2 separate regions of the Danio rerio genome follow, and region 1 is linked to region 2. A link is a contact called in public Micro-C data. All regions are on one chromosome and are shown on one strand. The core of a region is the stretch at or near the end of the contact, and the rest is flanking DNA. Distances in the headings are between cores, read along the strand shown.

The links. Hi-C and Micro-C count contacts between places; a contact is called where the count stands out from the background.
Region 1: a Micro-C map of caudal fin shows a contact between it and region 2, with 17 times the contacts expected there. The contact joins the enhancer-like site here to the promoter of arl8bb in region 2. A contact is called at or near these places in 10 of 18 Hi-C or Micro-C datasets (caudal fin, embryo, hematopoietic stem cells and 2 more) and 2 of 4 datasets of contacts at active chromatin or transcription factors (caudal fin and embryo).

What each region holds. Positions count from the first base shown.
Region 1 is chr11:38,342,884-38,349,759 of GRCz12tu, reverse strand. itpr1b (inositol 1,4,5-trisphosphate receptor, type 1b) reads left to right here. Exons shown (of 58, transcript XR_012387289.1): 12 at 1,530-1,684. Among named protein-coding and RNA genes, the nearest start is that of itpr1b, 64 kb to the left of the region's middle. Within about 2 kb of position 1,544, at least 35 of the 62 cell types and tissues checked have an H3K27ac peak or open chromatin away from gene starts, as enhancers often do. A contact at or near this core is called in caudal fin and skeletal muscle, where this site is marked.
Region 2 is chr11:38,138,914-38,146,450 of GRCz12tu, reverse strand. arl8bb (ADP-ribosylation factor-like 8Bb) reads left to right here and starts at 4,726. Exons shown (of 7, transcript NM_001326478.1): 1 at 4,726-4,964. The coding sequence starts at 4,842. It overlaps bhlhe40 (basic helix-loop-helix family, member e40), which reads left to right. Exons shown (of 5, transcript NM_212679.2): 5 at 1-1,612. The coding sequence ends at 332.

The DNA of each region.
Region 1 (6,876 bases), core at 295-2,794, 210 kb before region 2:
TTTATGGATTATTGATCTGACAGCTTTTGGAATTTTCTATTTTATTTTTATTTCAATTTATCATTGTTTTTATGTGCATTTTGAGCCATTTTAAATTTTCAATTGATTTTTTTAATAAATGTTTTTCATATGTTTATACAGTGGGTTTTAATTTATGTCATATTGATCTGACAGCTTTGTATATATTCAGTTTTCTTTTCATTTCAATTTATCTTAATGTATTTATGCGTGTTTTGTGCCATTTTAAAATTTAGTTTCATTTCTTTTGGGCTTTGGTTTTATTTAGTTCTCTTCTAATTAATTAACATTTTTTAAAATATGTATATAGTGCTTTTTATTAATTTATTAATTTTTTCAATTCAATTTTCAATTTTTCATTTCAGTTTATCTTAATGTATTTATGTTCGTTTTGTGCCATTTTAAAATTTCATTAGATTTTTTTAGGCTCTGTTTGTTTTATTTGGTTTACAATTATTTATTTAATTATTTTTTAAAATATGTATATACAGTGATATTAATTAAATTATTAATAGTCTGACAGGTTTTTATATTTTAATTTATTTTCATTTCAATTTATGTTTAAGTATTTGTTTTTTTTCTTTTGATATGTTTATAATGTTTTAATTAAGTTTTACTAATGGTACTACTTCCTATGCAATTTTTTAAAAATTGTTGATAATTTCTGTTAACAAGACAATATTTCAGATGTGATTGTCATTATTATTATTATTATAAAATTAATCGTATTAATTAATAAATACAAATAATAATAATAATAATAATAATGCATATTGTTATTTATTTACGTCTTTCAATTACCAAAAACCATCCTTAACAATCCCAGTACTTGTTAATTTTACATTGAAAGTAAAATACACAGGTAACAATAAAATACTCAGTTTGAGACTAGAAATGCATACATAAAACATTTACAAACTTGTCTGTTTAATAATATATCATATATTCAGCATATATATTTTTATATAAATCTATAATATTAAATTTATTCGACGTTTTAATGTTTTTAGTTTGTAGGCTGTATTCTTTAACCCTCCACGCGGTGTCGCTGCTGCTGCGGAAAAAGCAGTGTGTGCAGTGCGTCACTGCACCTATAGATGCCACTAGAACACCACTCATTTTAATCACCTGTTGAGACAGTAGCGCGCGCCTACTTTGTAAGTTAATCATTATGTTTTCTCATATCAGGCCCTTATGTCAAGTATATTAAACCCTATTGAATGTTTGCGCAGAGTTTCTTTCTAATTAACCAAAAATCAACATTTTTTAGCTTAATTATTGTCCAAAAATGCTGAACCTGTTCATCTTGAAACCACACGTCAAACGGTGAGACAGTTTTCGCGTTCTTCATGTTCTTTCATGTCCTCAGGTGTGAGTGTGTGTGTGTGTTATTTAAGGTCACACTCAAGAGTTGTAAAGATGTCAGGACTCAAAGATTGTTTGCTGGGGTGAAGGTTTAAGTGTGTGAGCTGAAGAAGTGTGTTTGTGTTGTGTTTTTATCTCTCCTCCAGCTGGACTCTGAACATGAGGCTCTGCGAGCTCGTCTGCGCACGCCCAATGAGAAGGTCATGTACTCACTGGTGTCTGTGCCTGATGGCAATGACATTTCCTCTATATTTGAGCTGGACCCCACCACTCTCAGAGGAGGAGACTCACTCGTGCCCAGGTACACAACAGTAAACACGGTATAACGCTGGGCAGGTATGGAAAGTGCCGGTTCAGAGGTCATACTTAAAATAACCAGTTAAAGTCATAATTATTAACCTGATTATTTATTAACCTAAATAATTAATCCTGAATTATTAGCCCCCCATATGTATTTATTTATGTATGTGTGTGTGTGTATATATATATATATATATATATATATATATATATATATATATATATATATATTATACATTTCTAAACATAATTGTTTCAATAACTCATTTCTAATAACTGCCATGATGACAGCATAAAATATTTGATTAGATTTTTTTTTTAAAGATACTAGCATTCAGCTTAAAGTGACATTTAAAGGCTTAACTTGGTTAATTAGGCAAGTTAGGGTAATTAGGAAATTTTGTTCTGTAGACAATAAAAAAAATTGCTTAAGTGAGCTAATAATATTGACCTTAAAAATTAAAAACTGCTTTTATTCTTGCTGAAAAAAATAAATAAATAAGAATTTCTCCAGCAGAAATATTATTAAAGGAAATACTCTGAAAAAAGTCATTGCTCTTTTACAATAATAAAATGTATATAATATTATAATATTTTACTGTGGCATCTGAACCTGAACTGTCTATACCTGCCCAAGGGTAACCTTCGAATTGACTTTGAATTGACTGATACATACTTGTGAAGAAATACACTAACAAATTCTGGGTTCCACGCAATTCCTTCATGTTTTTCCAAAACAAATTGATTGGTAACTTAATTGTTTTTACAAATTTTAGGGGATTGGACATAAAACACTCAAGTTGTGTCCAAAAATTTTGATAATTGTGTTGTTTTCATTTTTGTTTTAAGCTAAAGTCATTTTTGAGTGTGTAGATGAGTGTATTTATAATGTCTAATGTCTTTCTGCCCAAGGTTATATTTTTATTAGGCATAACACACACAACAATATCTTTTAAACTTATTAGTATCTAGGGTCACACTTTATTTTTCATGGTCCGTTTGTTGAATTTAAGATACATTGCATCTACATGCCATCTAAATCTCATTAGATCATAAGTAGACTATTAGGTTGATGTTAGGGTTAGTGTAAGTTGACTGAACTGAACTGAGCTTAAACTCTTAAAACTAAACTACACTGTTTCATTTCACTATGTGAAGCTGCTTTGACACAATCTACATCGTAAAAGTGCTATAAAAATAAAGATGTATTGAGTTGAATTGAATTGACATGTACTTGCAAAGTTTCTTATAGTCAGTTAAATGTCTGTTGAAGCAGCAGTATCAACAGATATTAAGCAGAAAGTCTACTAATACTCAAGTGGACCATCAAAATAAAGTGTTACCGTATCTCGTAGGCATATTAGAAAAAAACATAAAGACTTTAATGGTGTAGATAGACTTTTCAATAGTGTAACAGAATTAGTAACGGGAAAAAAAAAGAAATGAAAAAAATTGAATAGTAAAATATAAAAAATAGGTGTATTTTAGGTTTCTTTAAATGACCCAATGTAAATATCTGTGATTTATTGTTGGAAAGGTGGAAAACAAAAATATTTTGTCTGGTTGACAGAGTTTGAGTGACCGTTTGACTTTTTAGTATTACAAAAATTATATTTGGACAAATAGTATAACCGAATTAGTGGAGAAAAAAAAAGTGTATTTTTAGGGTGTACTTGCACTAGGCTATCTGAACTGTGCCCAGATGCATTTGACCCCCATTTCCCAGTTTGTTTGACAAGTGTGAGTGCTTTGAATCTGGCCCTCACTCTGTTGGAAGAGGTGTGCCAGAGCGCGGTTTGGTTGGGCTTTAGCATGGTATGCTACACTTATAGTGTGATTGCAAAGCGTGCCTGAGTGTGAAACTGAAGACGCAACGTCACTTTTAAGGGACTGTTTTATATGGATTTATTAATCATTCTTACTTTTCAGTAAACACAAGCTGTCGTATTTTAATAAAGATAGAAAACTCTGCTGCACAATGACTGTCATAAACATATTTGAGCGACATTTATGGATCTGTTCAGCAAAAGATTTGTCTGTGTGTCACTGCATCCAAAATGACTTTAAATAATACAAAACAATATAACTAAAGCAATCTCCACTGTGCTGAGTGAGAGCGCTTCTGTTAAAGCGAACAGTCACATCATCAATGACTAAAGCGTGATCAGGCTCGGAAGGTAAAATAGCAACGTGAGTTCAAGACAACCGGGTCTAGTGTGAGTACAGCCTTAGTCAAATACAAGCATCTCTGACATATTGTTATAGGAAAACTGTAAATTATTTTGTCAGGTGACAAAGTTTGATTGGCAGTTTTCTAATCATTAACTCCACAGAAGTCTGATATTCCTGTTTATGAAGAGTTCAGACAACACACACACATATACTCTTTCTCTCTCTCACACACACACACACACACACACACACACACTGTAGATACAAGTCTGTTTCTCCGATTTACCCTTATTCTACTGCCTGAGAAGTGAAATATGATCAGACTTCAGATTTTACCTGTGGCTGATCGCCAGCAGCAGATAGTGCTGACTTCAGGCATGCAGGATATTTCAATCGGGTAGTAAACAACTCTTAATTACCAGGAAGAGAAGACTGACAAGTTTATCAGACTGATATGGCTGAAGTCACAGAAGAAGATGCAGTTTTGCATATGTACTGTATGTTTTTCCTTTACGTAAAGTAGAACCTTCATCTCATGCACTCAAAACAATGTTGCTTTACTTGTCTAAAATTAGATAAAACAGTGCCTTATAAATGTCTGACACTTTATTTATTTTATGGTCAATTCACTTAATTTTGTTTAAAAAAAAAGAGAAGAAAAAACAAGCTAAATGAATTATTTTGTATTGGGACTACATGATTATTTTTGTTAGCTTAACTAACTGGCTGGTTTACTATAGTTCACGGCATGCATAAACAATAATTATAATCCTTAGTGTTTTAAGTAAAGCCTTCTAAGAGTTTAAGCTTTGTTTATTTTGGAGCTTGAGAAGAGTTTTAGTATAGTTTTGAGGTGTTACCGCTGCACTCATGTTTATTAACAACAGTTATGATCCTTGCTTCACCCTGTGTGTAATAACTGCTAACTGTGCTCAGTCTCTTTTTACTTGCCCAGTCCATATGTTAAAAACCATACAATGTTAAAAAAGAAACATAAACAGTATCTCTTTTTTTGCCACTTCTTGGGCAATTAATTGAATATGGCTTTTTTTTTTGCCAAACTACAAGTCTTTCTCTAGAAACAAAATATTCTAAGGAATTCTCTTAAAAATTGTCTTGCTTAGTTGAACGCTGAAAATGGCACAGGAAGGCTAAAAAATTGCTTTTAACGAGTGCTGCGCGATATTGGAAAAACGTAACATTGTGATATCTTGTTATTCTGCGATTATATATTGCGGTATGAATACAATTTCTCCAGATGACTTAAAATTGCAGTAGGTGATTGTCTTCAGAAGCATTTTTTGTTGTGCTGGTTGAAAGTCTATTCACAGTCTATAAGTAATGATTAAAGTAAATGATCCAAATGTATTTATATGTATTTTTATATTTTGGGTATAAAACTAAAAAAATGTTCATCCAATTAAATAGATACGTTCTGTTTTAAAACTTTTGTTTTAGCTTCACGCAAAGCTGACGTAACGTTAAATGTTGTTGTTACAAATGGGTCATATCTTCACAGAAGTGTTGTTCAGCCACTAAAATCTTCTGATGAAAGATTGATAAAACTATTTTCAGTTTCATAAATGACCTTTTACAGCATCTATAATGTAGATTTTAATTAGTTTAACAACAAAACACAAGTAAATAGAGCTATTCTGCCTAGTCTCTCCCTAAATTGTTTACCATGCAACTCTAAATGTTTGCTCTGAAATAGCATGTCAGTTTGGTTTGCTCGCCGCCAGACAAGCACTAGTAGCTTTTAAAACATGAGAGAGGGTTCTTTTGCTGTGCTCTTTTTTAAGGAGGCGTGGCTCTAGACGGCAGGGGAGGGACTGTGATTCAGAGATTTATGCTAAGCTGTTAGCATTATGGAAGATCAAATACAGCAACTTTAAATATCTCTATTTGTAAAGAATTAATACTTTTCAAAAGATTGGGCTGATTTTGTACAGGAGTGCATCTGCAGGAAAAAAAAAAAAAAAAAAAATATATATATATATATATATATATATATATATATATATATATATATATATATATATATATAAACGGTAAAAAAAAGTAGTTAGCGATGTCGCAGTAAAAAGGTCGCTGGTTGGAATCCCAGCTGGACCCGTTGGCATTTTTATGTGGAGTTTGCATGTTCTCTCCATGTTCGCTTAGGTTTCCTTATTGTTTAAATAAGGAGTAGCAGTATTCAGTTTATACAGGAATTGAATAATCAAATGTAAAATACTGTAAAGTGGCAGTGTGGTGGCACAGTGGCTAGCGCTGTCGCCTCACAGCAAGAAGGTCACTGGTTCGAGCCTCAGCTGAGTCAGCTGGCATTTCTGTGTGGAGTTTGCATGTTCTCCCCTTGTTTGCGTGGGTTTCCTCCGAATGCTCCGGTTTTCCCTACAGTCCAAAGACATGCACTATAGGTGAATTGAATAAGCTAAATTGTCCTTAGTGTATGTGTGTAAATGAGTGTATGGATGTTTCCCAGTGATTGGTTGCAGCTGGAAGGGCATTCACTGCGTAAAAGATATATGCATGCTGCAAATAATTCAATAAAAGTATTCTTAATATTAAAGAAAACATTAAAGTTACAAATGGTGCAATTTATTAGACGTGGATGCTTTTAAAATCCACATAGTCACCGGCCTCAAAAACATATGCAAATGATAAATTATCATCCAGACTCAACATTGCATATCTTTTTGCGAATGATCACATTGCGATATCAATGCTGAATCAATATATTGTGGAGCCCTACTGTTTTTAATTGTATGTATTTTTTTTAGCCAATTATTTAAAGTTGTCTTTCAGTTCTTTTAAATGTAACTTCCACAAACTGGAAATGCTGCTCTTTTCTTTTCTTTTTTTTAATGCGTGATGTCTGGCACATCTTTTTTTGTTGTTTGTTGGTTGGTCTCTTTTCTCAATGATTCATGTGTGACTGAACAAGCGAGGGATGCAAACTTGGAAAAGCACACAAAAGTGATCACATGTCTCCTCACTCCCAGTCACATTCTTTTTGTC
Region 2 (7,537 bases), core at 3,477-5,976:
TGTCAGGGCATGATGTAGTGGGCGGGCACAGCCCCTACGTGAGCTTTTCGCCACCACAGCCCCTGTGCATGCCCTTCTACCTCTTTCCGCCTGGCGCGGCTGCCGCATACTTGCCTATGCTGGAGAAGTGTTGGTACCCAGGGGCTATGCCCGTATTGTACCCAGGTCTCGGTAGCTCCCCTGCAAGCCTCTCTCCTGAGAAACTCCCCTCATCCATGGTCATGTCCTCACGAGTGGGCTCTCCTGTCTCCACTCCCACCTCCATGGACTCTCCTGCACTCCTGCAGGCCCTCAAACAAGTTCCTCCATTAAACCTGGAAACCAAAGACTGAGGACTCCATCTGGGGTCCACCACCAGCCGCTCTCTGAATGTTTTGGTCTCGAGAGTGGACTTCCCTGCTGAATAAGCTCCCGAAGAGGGTTCGGTTGAAGAGGGCGCAAAGGCAAAGTTCAAAGCAGCGAAGCAGCGCCCTCAAGCACAGCGAACAGCTGTTCTGATTCCTCTCAGAAGTACGCCGGCCTCCCTCCAACACACACAAACACACTCTCTCTTATCAGCTCCCTCCGCAACCAGCAGACACGCATCCAGAGACAGAACTGTCCCAGACGGGTAAAGGAGGCCCCGTGCAAAGCACTGTGAGACACTGTGAAGAAGGTCAAAAAGAGGACAGTGAGAGCTGTTCTCTGAGTAAAAGTATCTGGGGAGGGTGAACGGCTGCTCTCTGCACTTATGCCGAATGTTTAAGTCGTAAACAAAACTAAACCCAGAATGTGACGTGCAGATGGTCCCCCATTGATAAGGACTTTGCCCTTTGCACAAGCACCTTTTCATTTGTTGAATGTAAACGAAAAGTCCTTTTATAATAAAACATCACCCCTGTAGATGCTGCTTTTTGGACATTTCTCTGTGCCGTGGACGCTTGATCAGGAAGCTCCACTCTCTTCTGCTTCTGTGACTGCTTTAACCAATAAGAGTCGTCCTTTTAGACTAGAAGGCTACCAAATAAACGTCTTTGCATTGGTCGACTGCGTGCACGTTTCCCATCTCGCGCTCATCTGAGTTTTCTTGCATAAACGAGGACGCCACGGACTCTTGAGACGTGACGCTCGTGTAAATACGGGAGTGATGTAATCATGCTGTAGCTTCTTGAGTTTGTCATCCATTCGTGCACGTAGCTGAAGCTGTTGTGAGGTATCCGCGTTGTGTAATTATTTTGTTTATACTTCTTGTACATCTGTATTTTTGATACGTGACCCACACCTTTAAGTTTCTAGACAGCCGAGCGCTGTATGCCATGAGATTGTGTACATAGCATCATGTTCTGTGTTCATTTCTGGTCAAATTAGGACAGATCTTTGTTCATGCTGTTGCCTTTACCTGTTTAAAGCAGTAAACATGATGGCGGATATCTACATTTTTGATCCTGGATTCTTCATAGAAGCAAAAGAAAGTGAATGTAATGTTCAAAAAAACAATTAGTTTTGTATAGGAAGAGGTACTTACTTTTTATTTTGGGACCTAAGAGAAGGTTGCTTGATGTATATATTTTGTCTAAAGGTATTGTTGACATACATTAAAGTAAAAGTATTAATAAAGTCTTTTTTCCCTGTGGATATTGTCTGTGTATGTGCCTTGGAAAGCTCCAAACCATGTTTAGCAGCAAAAACATCGCTGTGTTTTTCCCATCACAGTTCGTCCTTATGTAACACTTACATAACCCATAAAACTTGCTCCGACCATGCAAATCCTTTAGACACACAATATGATAAGAGTCAGGTTACAAATATTCCAACCAGCCTCCTAACTAAAGTCTACTTGGCCGTAATAAAAAGTGTCAGGTTTTGTGACGCAGGTCAAGCCACTATTCGTATTATTAGTCTTCAAAACTGCTTTACATGTCCGAAATGCATCACGTCCCTTTCTAATGCAGTTAGCTCCTGAATTAGGTTAAGTCTATCTCTCCCCGCGTGTTTGGCTGTGTGCTGGATTCAGCGCAGCTTCACTCCTCCGCCCGCTGGGAAGTGAGCAGGCAGCGGTGTAATAATCACGCACATGTAGAGGCACACGGCAGACCGCCAGACACATGCACATATCCAGCGCAGTCCGGCCAGCTCCAGAATAAACACACGACAGCAGTCCATGATGATTAATAAGCGCTATATTAACAGTGTCATTTGTTATTAATAGATTTGAAAGGTCAATTATATAATAAAGCAAATTATATTAAGTTAAAGTGATCCTTAGGTATCGTGTTTTTTTTTACAAATAAAAAAGTATTAAATATGCACAGAAACAAAACAGGTTGATACAAAAAAAAATAATAATAATAGATAAATAAATAAATATATAAATACGTAAATTAACAAATAAAGAAATAAAGAATAGACGTACATTCCAGGGTAAAACAGCAACAACAAAGCAATCAGATATATCAAATAGCCTGACATAAAAAATAAGGCAGTATAGAAGTGCAAAAGTTAAGATGTGCATTTGTATTCAGCACAATTTAAAACTGCTTGCAGCAACAAGTGTCAGATCCTCCTGCTGCGACATGAATAGCTCATCCATCTGTCATCTTAAAGCTTGTAGCGCCATCGTGTGTCGTTTTAATCAACTGCAGCAAATCCCCAAATACTCAATTGTGTATTTTTTAAGTAATTAAACTTAACCATTACCAATATCGTTTAAACCATATGCTTTTACCCGTTTGTCAGCAAGAAGTTTTTGATCATTTAAAGTATAACATCAATGACACTTTGCATTTACACGTTTATTGTATAATGTATTTATTATCATGGCAATATATAATTTTCATAATGCTAAGAATGTTGGTTGAGCATTCCTATGTTTTGTTTTATTTTACAAAATGCCATTTGAAAATATTTAGGTTAAACTGACTTCTGAAAAAATATGTGGCTAATTATTGTAAAATGTCTTTGTATCGTTTAAGTTCACAGTTGAAAGAAGGAAAGAAACAAAAACGTAAAGAAATCATTTCATTTGATAAATAGATTTGGAAAATCTGTGTATCGCTTTGTTTGCATAACAAAAAAAAAAGTTTGTTTATTGACAAAATAATTTTAATTAAAAAGCAAGCAATGAAAATGTATTATTCAAACAAATAAAATGTATATAAAATGCTTGCATTGTTTAGGATAAAATAGTGCGACTAGTCATGCATGTTTTATAAATATTAACAGTAATCTACTTATTTAATCAATTTTAAAATACAGATATGTTACATAAAAATGTAAAAATAAATTAATATACATATTTTACACGATGCAATCGGTTTTCTCAAATGGTTTGAGTTACCTTGTTAACTTACCTTATGCAAATATTGTTTTTGCAAGGATACACAGATTTCCAAATCTTCTTTTGATTTCTTGCTTGTTCATTTTATTTTTATTTCATTAAAAAAGCGTTGTTTTTTTCTAGAACGTTATTTATTTGGCTACGTTTTTATGTTTCTTTCCTTCTTTTAACTATGAAAATTAAAACATACAAAGACATTTCACAGCAAATATAGCACATATTTATTTCAGAAGTCAGTTTAACCTGCTTCCTTTCTGAAAATGGCGTTTTAATAAAAGTAAAAAATATACTGTATATACTCTCTCAGAAATAAATACACGAGCTGTCACTGGGGTGGTACCTTCTCAAAAGGTACACGTTTGTACCTAAAGGGTACACACTGGTACCTTAAAGTATACATTAGTACCTAAACATTTTAAGTGGAACACTTTTGTACTTTTTAGGTACTAATATGAACCCTTGAGGTATTAATGTGGACATTTTAGGTACAAATTTGTACCTTTTGAAAAGGTACCACCCCAGTGACAGCGCATGTACTTTTTGTTTCTTAGAGTGTAGAAATTATATATTCTTATATATATCCTCAGTATTATGAAATGTATGTCCATTGAAGTTCAAGTACACCCAAAAAGAAAAGTTTTGTCATCATTTACTCACCATTCACTTATTCACAATATTTGAGTTTCTTTTTCTGTTAAACACAAAATTATATATTTTAATTTTAAGATTGTTACACATCTACTTCCAAAAAATACTATGGAAGTCAATCGATCCCAACAACCAGCATTTTTCTAAATATCTTCTTTATGTTCAGCAGAAGAAAGAAACTCAAATAGGATTACAACCACAGGGAGAGTAAATGATGACATAATTAATTTTTTTTTGGGGGGGGGGGGGGGGGGGAGACATTACAATAAACATAACACTATCAAGATATGTTAATTATAATAATCTGAATAATGAAGTTTTGTTAATAATCTATTTATTTTGTTGATTAAGTTTCATATTCATAAGTGTACAATTTTCAACAAAAACCCTGATTTACGTTTTATAAGGAACTGAAAAATTACTTTTGTATTATTCAACATTAAAACTGCCATTTGTGCTCTATTTTCATAATTTTTGATTAATGTAAAGGTCCTGCTTGTTTGTAATTGTAAGTATTGGGTTTGATTATTTATACTCTTGTTTTTTGTGTTTGTTTTGTTTCCTTATTTTTAAATATTTTTTTATTATTATTTACCTTCTATCACGCGGGCATTGTTGTTTCATGTATCTGTTGTTTAAAGCATAATCATAAAAAATAAATACAAAAATAAAAATAAATAAACAAATACTATAGGACTTTTGTTCTATCGGACTTTTATTCTGAAAGTTAGCGTCAAGGTTGAGCGGCACGTTTGATGCGCGTCAGCTGATGTCACATGACTCGAGCCGCTTCCTCTTTCAGACTTTTTTTCCTATCTCCAGCAGGAACACAGACTCATCATCCTGACCGTCGGATTTGTCCCGCAGCAGCGCAGAGATGTTGTCCCTCTTCCACCGGCTCCTCGACTGGATCAGGTCGCTCTTCTGGAAGGAGGAGATGGAGCTCACGCTGGTGGGCCTTCAGTACTCCGGGAAAACCACTTTCGTCAACGTGATTGCTGTAAGTCTGCATTCAGTGCTTGTCTGAGTTGTTGATAATGTACTGCTGTCATGTGTAAATGATGTCATGCTGTCATGCTGATGACTCAAGGCCAGACAGAGGCGGAGGACAGCTTTAAAACCTGTTTATATTAGTCATGTGCTGTGAAGAGTTTGGTTGGGATGTTTCACATAGGGTCAAGTTTGCATATGATATGTTATTTATTTACAAACCATGTAGAGTTTAATGATTGTATTTTGTCAATAATATGACTTTTAGGGTTTATGAGATGGTCACTAGCGTTTTATAGTTTCTAAGAGCTTAATGTAATATGCATATAATGTAAAATATCATAATTTAATATACAGAATCTATATGACTAGTTAAATTCTAACTTCTAAATTCTAGATTATTATTTCCTTCTAAGATGTTATATTATATTTTATTATCTTATCTTATCTTATATTGTATTATATTATATTATATTATATTATATTTATTGTATTATATTATTCGTTTCAAAGCATTAAAATAAGGAATGGGGCTGTTTTCTTTTATATAAAGCGTTTAAAATATGTATAAATATTTTTAATAAATTATATAGTTCGAATTATATAATATTATATTACATTACATTACATTATATTATATTCATTCATTCATTCATTTATTCATTCATTTTCTTTTCGGCTTAATCCCTTTGTTAATCCAAGGTCGCTACAGCGGAATGAACCGCCAACTTATCCAGCACGTTTTTATGCTGAATGGCCTTCCAGCCGCAACCCATCACTGGGAAAAATATTATATTATATTATATTATATTATATTATATTATATTATATTATATTATATTATATTATATTATGTGGCCACTGGCGTTTTGTAGTTTATATAAGTTTAACCCTTTAATGCACTTCATGGGTCTAAATTGACCCGTCTGTTTATTTTTTCTATATCTATTTTATAGCTTGTGCATCAAAGGGTTAATATAATATAAATACAATAAATGTAATATAAAATAGTTTAATATACAGAATCTATGTAACTAGATAAATTCACTGCAAAGTTAAACATTTAAGCTTTAGGATTATTGTGATTTTTAAAAAAAAAAAATTGTGATTATTATCTCCTTCTAAGATATTATCATTTATTTATTCATTTTCTTGTTGGCTGAATCCCTTCATTAATCCGGGGTTGCTACAGCGGAATGAACTGCCAACTTATCCTGCACATTTTTACGCAGTGGATGCCTTTTCAGCCGCAACCCATCACTGGGAAACAAAACAGAACTAAATTATTTAAATAAAATTTTAAACTATAGTTACAATTAATGCCAATTAATTGTCAGCACAAAAATCATGATTTTGACTGATCTATCAGTAATGACATAAAAAAAGGCATTGTCATGAACAATATTTTTTCTGTAATACGCTCCATCTCATTTACTCAAACCTGATTTTATCACTGGGCAACATGCTTGACTGAGTACCAGTGACTATCCCACTTAGGGGATTTTGAAAACTTGTCCTTTTGCTTCCCAAATTTGCTTCTGCAATGCAGCACAGTGGGTTTATAAACCAAAAACACCCTTTTGCTCATCAAAACATGTTGGTTTTATTTTTATGAGGAAAAGAAACTGCTCCTTCGGGTGTCACTAATAAAAACAATTCCCGCTTCGTATGACCACTGATAAATGTGATCCTATAAGATTTAAGATTAATTAAAAGCAGATACACTGTAATATGATGACGATGATCCGGTGGTATTGCACACAGCAAGAAATGGAGAAGCACCACAAGAGGAAATGATAAAAATACAAGCTTTCACCACTCAGGTGTTTTGCATTATGAGCGTATACAGTATGTGCCTAAACTCTTTTCAGTCATGAGGCGTTTGGAGTATAATTATTAAGGGAACTTCTTGTTTTACATTTTCCACTCAAAAGTGATCTGCTTGTTTTAATATTTTACTCTTGCACAGTTTTACTATTGTAGTCGGTCATGAGACTTTCTGGCCTGTTTGAACAAAAATTCGCATTACTGCAGCTAGAAATCTCCAAGACTTGCTTGTGCGAGTGTTTTAGGCGAAAGTTGAAAGCTTTGACTGCACATTATTGTTGACTTCCTCTTATGCGTGCCGTTATTTTTAAACCTTTGCAACCATGTGACTGGATGATTTTACAATGTGATACGGTGAGAGCTGATATGACATTGTAAAGTATAAAAATTCGCCATGAGAGTCTAAAAGCTTTGATAACATGTAAAAATAACAATATAACTTGTAAAATTGACAACATATTAGTTCTTAGCACTGGTTAGCACATTGAGCTAGACATGCCTTGCCTAGTCATTGTTTTGGTCACGTTAGGGTTAAACTTTGCAGTTACTCCACAGTCCTGTGTGTTTTTAACTCGTACTCAACTGGAATCTATATTCAACATTGCAGATCCTGTGATGTGACTAGTGCGCATGTGCACATTGTGATGCTGAAACAATATGTTATGCAGCCCTACTATAAATAATGTATTTTGTGACACCACAAAATAAACGATGGAGCATAATGTGAACTGATAGACTTATTATTTTCATCCATGC